2 separate regions of the Rattus norvegicus genome follow, and region 1 is linked to region 2. The links are chromatin contacts, called in public HiChIP or PLAC-seq maps. All regions are on one chromosome and are shown on one strand. The core of a region is the stretch at or near the end of the contact, and the rest is flanking DNA. Distances in the headings are between cores, read along the strand shown. Region 1 has its middle 87 kb from the start of Mtss1. Region 2 overlaps Mtss1 (MTSS I-BAR domain containing 1).

Region 1 (2,700 bases), core at 36-2,535, 220 kb after region 2:
ATGCAATGAAAAATAGGAACAAAGATGGTGGCAGTGTGACCGCCTAACTGGGCTCCTAGCAGGGATAAAGCAAGCCTGGACGATTATAAGTACCCTGATGCTGCTGGCGCATGGGATTTGGGTGGGTTATGGAGAGCTGAGGTTGGAGAAGAGTTGAGTGAGAGGATGGGCTGTGGACCACATGCAAGGGCTTCCTTCCCCTGTCTTTAGAGGGCAGCTGAGTAACAGCAACAAAGTCCAAAGAGGAGGTAACATAATAACATTTAATTTTTAAAGAATCCCTACAGCAAATGGTGAAGGGGTAAACAAAACACAAAGTCAGGTAAGGGAAGATGAGACCAGAGAGTTAGGGGCGGGAAGATAGGTGTCAGTTTGGCACTCGCTTACCTGAAAAGCATAGGACCTGAGTTCAAACCCCAGAACTCACAGACAAAGAACCAAAAACCAAAAACCAAACCAAAACAAAACCCAAAATAACCCCAAACCAACCAACCAATCAAAAAACAACAAAAAACAAAACAACAACAAAAAACAAAACCTCGGTGGCTTGCACTTGCTATCCCAGCTCTGAGAGGGCAGTGACAGAGCTGGACATTGGACAATCTCACTTACATTGTGAGTCCCAGGGCAGTGATGGACTCTGTCCAGATAAACAAATAAACAAATAAATGAGGTGGACGGCACCTGAGGGATGACATCTGAGGCTGCTCCTGACCTCCACATGCAGATCGGTACAGGATCCCATGTACGCATGCACCGCATATAATCAAAGATGTATGTCTCTGCCCTCCACCCCATCCTGCCCTCCACCCCACCCTGCCCTCCATCCTACTTGAACACCTGAATAGACTGGATTGGATGCTCTTGCAAAATCTTAGAGGCAGGTGATGAAGCACGGAGTCAGGGCTGCGGCTGGGGGTGCTACAAAGAGCTTAGGACTAAACATTTAGATTTAGAGGATAATATTAGAACTTTATTGGTAGTGGTAAGGTGAGGATGATTCCTACATTTGTAGCACATGACTGCTTGAGCAGTGGTTCTACGCAATGGGACAGAAAAAAGTCGGAGAGTTCAGGGAAGGGACAGAGACATGTTCAAGTTAGTTTGGACAGGCTTTCTAGATAAGGCAGTGCCCCAAGTCAAGGGCCGTTCTTTGGGAGTTATTTTGGGGGTGTCCTGCTTGCCTGGGATGGATGGCCACTTTAAATGGCAGGTCTCTGATGTTCTCCACAATGACTGGTTTTCTTGCCTTTTCTGGGCACAGCACATATTCAAGACACAAAGCGGTGGTTGTCAGCGACAGATCCAGTGGCTGCGCGCCCCAGGGTCTGAGAGACTTCACCAAGGGGTCCTCTGCTGCTCCACACAAAGGCCGTCTTATATTCGCTATCTATTTCAGTCATTTTTATGAGCGCCGTGGAATATTTCCAAGCTATCCATTTTTAAGCATTATCTCTCGGCAGTTGAGAAAATAGATCCATTGCGAGGGCCCGGGGTTTCTGAAAAGGGGTTTAAAAATAGCTCAGGGCGCTAGACAGCTGCAGCTATTGGAACCGGAGCCCTTTGCTTGCGCCTCTGCTAGGTTCCATTTCAGCCTTGCAGCTGGACATCCGTTCTTGCTTGTTGAGGACAGATGCTAAGGGAAAAAGGCAGGAGCAGAGCCCCTCTTGACTTGGGGGTCACACTGGGCCCTCCCGCTTGCTGAGAGGTACCGTGGTGAGAGGGCTCCTCACAATCTTGGGCTTGAAAAAGCTTAAGCAATACATCTTTATATTTGGAAATGAAAAGAAGAAGCCCATTGGCATTGTCATGCAAATTATGGGGCGCAGATTGGATTAAAAACCCTTGGCTAGTAGGGATAGCAGAACACGCACTGACAGCAAACAATGATTCCCATGTGTGGCTTCAGAGAGCCTGTGACAATTCCTAGAAGAGGTTATTTTTACCACTGCTACCTTACAAGTGTTCAAGCCAAGGGTGGAAACTGTTAGGGGGCTGGGCCAGACTCCAGAGCCTCTGCTCTTAGGCAATGCAGGATCTCACATTTGTAACTGGGCTACAAGGGCTTTTTGATGAATCTCAGAAGGGAGGATATGTGTTTAAAAGTAGAAACAACCAGGCACAGATACAAACAGCTCTTTATCGAAGCCTGGCTCACCCATTGGTACCTACTGAATAAATGTTTACTAAAAACACGAACGACGATGCTTTACATAAATAAGACTCAGCCTCACCGTGTTCCATCACTTTACCTTTCAAACGGACAGCTTGCTATCACTGACAGGCTTTGCAAAATTTTCTGTAAAGATTAGGAAGGATGAGATGCTACTTGGTATAGTTAGTGACCCCAGACTTCACTCAACAGTTAATTCAAACAGAAGTCACCAAATGCTGTTGTGTTTTATAAATAAATAAATAAATAAATAAATAAATAAATAAATAAATAAATAAATAAATAAATGGAAGCCAGAGACATGTTTGGTAGAGTGAGGTATGGTGAGGGGGAAGGGGGCGCCTCTGCGGGCCCATGCTGAGACATCCCTTCCCCCTGAGGTACCGGCCTCATAGTATAGTAGATATAGTATGCAATAGAGTATGCAGTATTTAGGGCATGGGGAGGGGAGTTGAGGAGCGAGTAGAGACAGAAAGGCAGGGGGGGGGGGCATGGGGAGAGAAGGAACAGAGAGGGAAGAGAGTAGA
Region 2 (2,729 bases), core at 24-2,523:
TGGTCACTATATACTAGAGCATCAGCCAGGAGAGAGGGAGTGAGAGAGAGAGCCATCCCAAGGAGCCTGGCCAGTCCTTCTGCTGGAAGGGACTCCACTCCCTCTTTGAGAGAGGCTGATTGATTTGGTCAAGGCTAAGTGGCCACCAGGGGGCCCTAGCGCACCACCAGCCATCCATGGTACAGGGAGGGTTCTGGGATCTATCTGCAGCAGGGTTTTGTGAGATGAGGTTATAAGCTGCTCAAAATACTGGCAGCCCCAAGGACTGACTTACCATCCTGGAGCCTCAACCACCCTGGTGGAAATCACTTAAAAGTTTGGTTTTTATATTGAAACAAGTGTGCTTCAACATAAAACAATCAAAAGCAAAGTTCACATACTTCTGAGTGAGGGCATAATGATCCCATGCATACTCCGGGCTGCCGTTCTGTTACTGCAGCAGGACTGTCAGGGGACAAGTTGGGCATATGGCCAAGGAGGACAGTATGGGCTCTGATAAAACACTGCAGGTGGCCCAGGAGGGAAGGAAGCCACCCAGCAGGCTCCACTCAGACACAGAGCCTAGCAGTGTCCTTGATCTCTAGTCTCCAGCGCTAAAGTTTCCTAAAGGAAGACTCAGGTTTCTGTTCCATGTGGAAAATATCTCTAGCTGGTTTTTTGGTGCCCCCTCTGGGGAGAGGGAGCTTTCTGAGGAAGAAGGGTTGTGGGGAAGAAGGCAGAGTGTGAAAGTACGGGTAGAGTGGAGGGGACGATGGTAGGTGAACGTTAGAGGGGTGAGCACAGAAGCAATGAGAGAGAGGGAGGGAGGGAGGGAGGGAGGGGAGAAGGGAGGAAGGAACTGAGGGAGGGGAGGAGGGAACTGGGGAGGGAGGAGAGAAGGGAGCAGAGGAGGGAGCTAGGGAGGGGAGGAGGAGGGAGGGGAGACACAAACCTTCCAGCTAGGGATCTGAGATGACGGGAACATGCCGGGCCCAATGGTGTAATAATGAGCGTAGTCAGGAAGGTGGATAGAGGTGACCCGAGGGAGCAGGCGGGAGGCAGGCAGGCAATGAGGGAAAGGGCCTGCACCCACGGGCCCTGCATGGGACTCACTTGATAAACTATAGTGAGAAAACCCATTAGACAACTGGAAACAAAAACAAAAAAGGGGAGGAGAAAAGGAAAAAAATTAATATAACAGGATGAGTGTTGAGGTACAAGATGGCATTGACACCGAGGGCACGGGGAAACCCGAATATTTACAAATAAAGTCAACACTGGTGCTCTTCTGCCTGTGAATGACACTCAACACAGGAGGAGAGCCAGGGTGCAAAGAACCCAGTAAGTGCTCAGTCAGGGGAATATCCGACCTGTGCTTTAGAGCAGTCTGGGAATCAACCATGGTCCTTAATTTGTAATGTTGCTGGTGTTTTTAATTTTTTTGTAAACCAGTGAAGCCTGATTTCACAGCACCAGGGAACAGACTCATCAAGTTATGCAAATCAGGGCATTTGGAGGTGTTCATTCTAGGTTTCCCAATGGGCACGCTGCCCAGGAGGAGGCTCTGCATCGAGTTTAGGGATGGGGGTGCAAACTCAAAGGCGGGAAAGCGCGCGACCTCCAACACAGTGAGATGTCACATCCAACAGTCTTGTGGGATGTTCGAGAGGAAGAAGGGAGAAAGGATGAACACAGACCCTGTCTTGGGTGGAAGCCTTCACATCTCCAAATCCCCCAGACCCCTTTCCTCTCTCCCTCACAGACCACGTCATTAGGCAGCTAGGGAGCCCTCCACCTATCCAGGCCCTATCCCAAAGAGGAGCTTTTGGAGCAGATCCTGAGTTTCCAGGTTCCTACAGCTGTGATGGCTGTGTGTGCAGCAGGCAGGCAGGGGCAGGTCAGGAAGAACAGCCCACCATGACTGCAACCCTGGCCGGTCACCTTGTCTGTGGACACCCAGGCGCCCATGGTGGAGCCTGAGCTGACTGAGGTGGGGGAGCTGCACTCGCTCACTGACTGGCAGGTTTCCGACGCTTCTGAGGAGGCCGAGCTGGATGAGTTCTGCAGTGGGGAAGAGCCACACAAGGGGACCAACAAACCAAACCATGGGCCATCGGAAATCATAATTAAAATAAAGGAGGAAGGACGGGGCGGGAAGGGCATGTACAGAAAGGGAGACGGAGACAGACACATACACAGAAGAGGGGGGTGAGAGAAGCAGACAGTGAATTAAGGTTTATTTTTCACCCACACAGATTTTAAGAAAGCGATGGGAGACCTGGCCAAGCTCTGGTCCTGCTGCATATAGAGCCTGCAGACATTAGCTGGCCCTTGTGCCCGACAGAGCAATACTGGGTCATCACACTGGGCCTCCTGGCAAGCTCTGTGCTTTTGCACAAGGAGCCGGGATAGACCTCGTAGGTCCTCAGGCATTGTACATTGCACAAATCTGTCCCTAGGCAAGCAATGGCTGAAGGATGCTTCTAATTCCTAGCTTCTTACTGGGTCCAGCACAGCGTCTGTTCCATATAGTGGCCAGTCTTAAAGACACATTGAGGTTCTCTGTCTGGACGGTGACTTGGGAGATTCTGAGCAGGGAAGCCGGTGATGAGTTATATTAACACCTCAGGATGAAGCATCTGGAGAGGACCAGATGTGGGGAACGGGTGCCAGAGCTGGTGGCACTAGGCCCAAGTGCCTGACAGTCCCCGGCCCCCTTCTGACACTCTGCTAATAGTAGGGACTACTCT

What was found. HiChIP or PLAC-seq counts read pairs in DNA pulled down with a chosen protein or histone mark.
Region 1: a contact with region 2 is called in an H3K27ac HiChIP or PLAC-seq map of oligodendrocytes, with 5 times the contacts expected there. The contact joins two enhancer-like sites. A contact is called at or near these places in 1 of 12 Hi-C or Micro-C datasets (hepatocytes) and 1 of 1 datasets of contacts at active chromatin or transcription factors (oligodendrocytes).

The regions. Positions count from the first base shown.
Region 1 is chr7:92,602,731-92,605,430 of GRCr8, forward strand. No RefSeq gene overlaps it. Among named protein-coding and RNA genes, the nearest start is that of Mtss1, 87 kb to the left of the region's middle. Within about 2 kb of position 1,286, at least 36 of the 93 cell types and tissues checked have an H3K27ac peak or open chromatin away from gene starts, as enhancers often do.
Region 2 is chr7:92,383,193-92,385,921 of GRCr8, forward strand. It overlaps Mtss1 (MTSS I-BAR domain containing 1), which reads right to left. Exons shown (of 16, transcript NM_001130563.1): 13 at 932-1,126. Among named protein-coding and RNA genes, the nearest start is that of Ndufb9, 14 kb to the left of the region's middle. Within about 2 kb of position 1,274, at least 11 of the 93 cell types and tissues checked have an H3K27ac peak or open chromatin away from gene starts, as enhancers often do.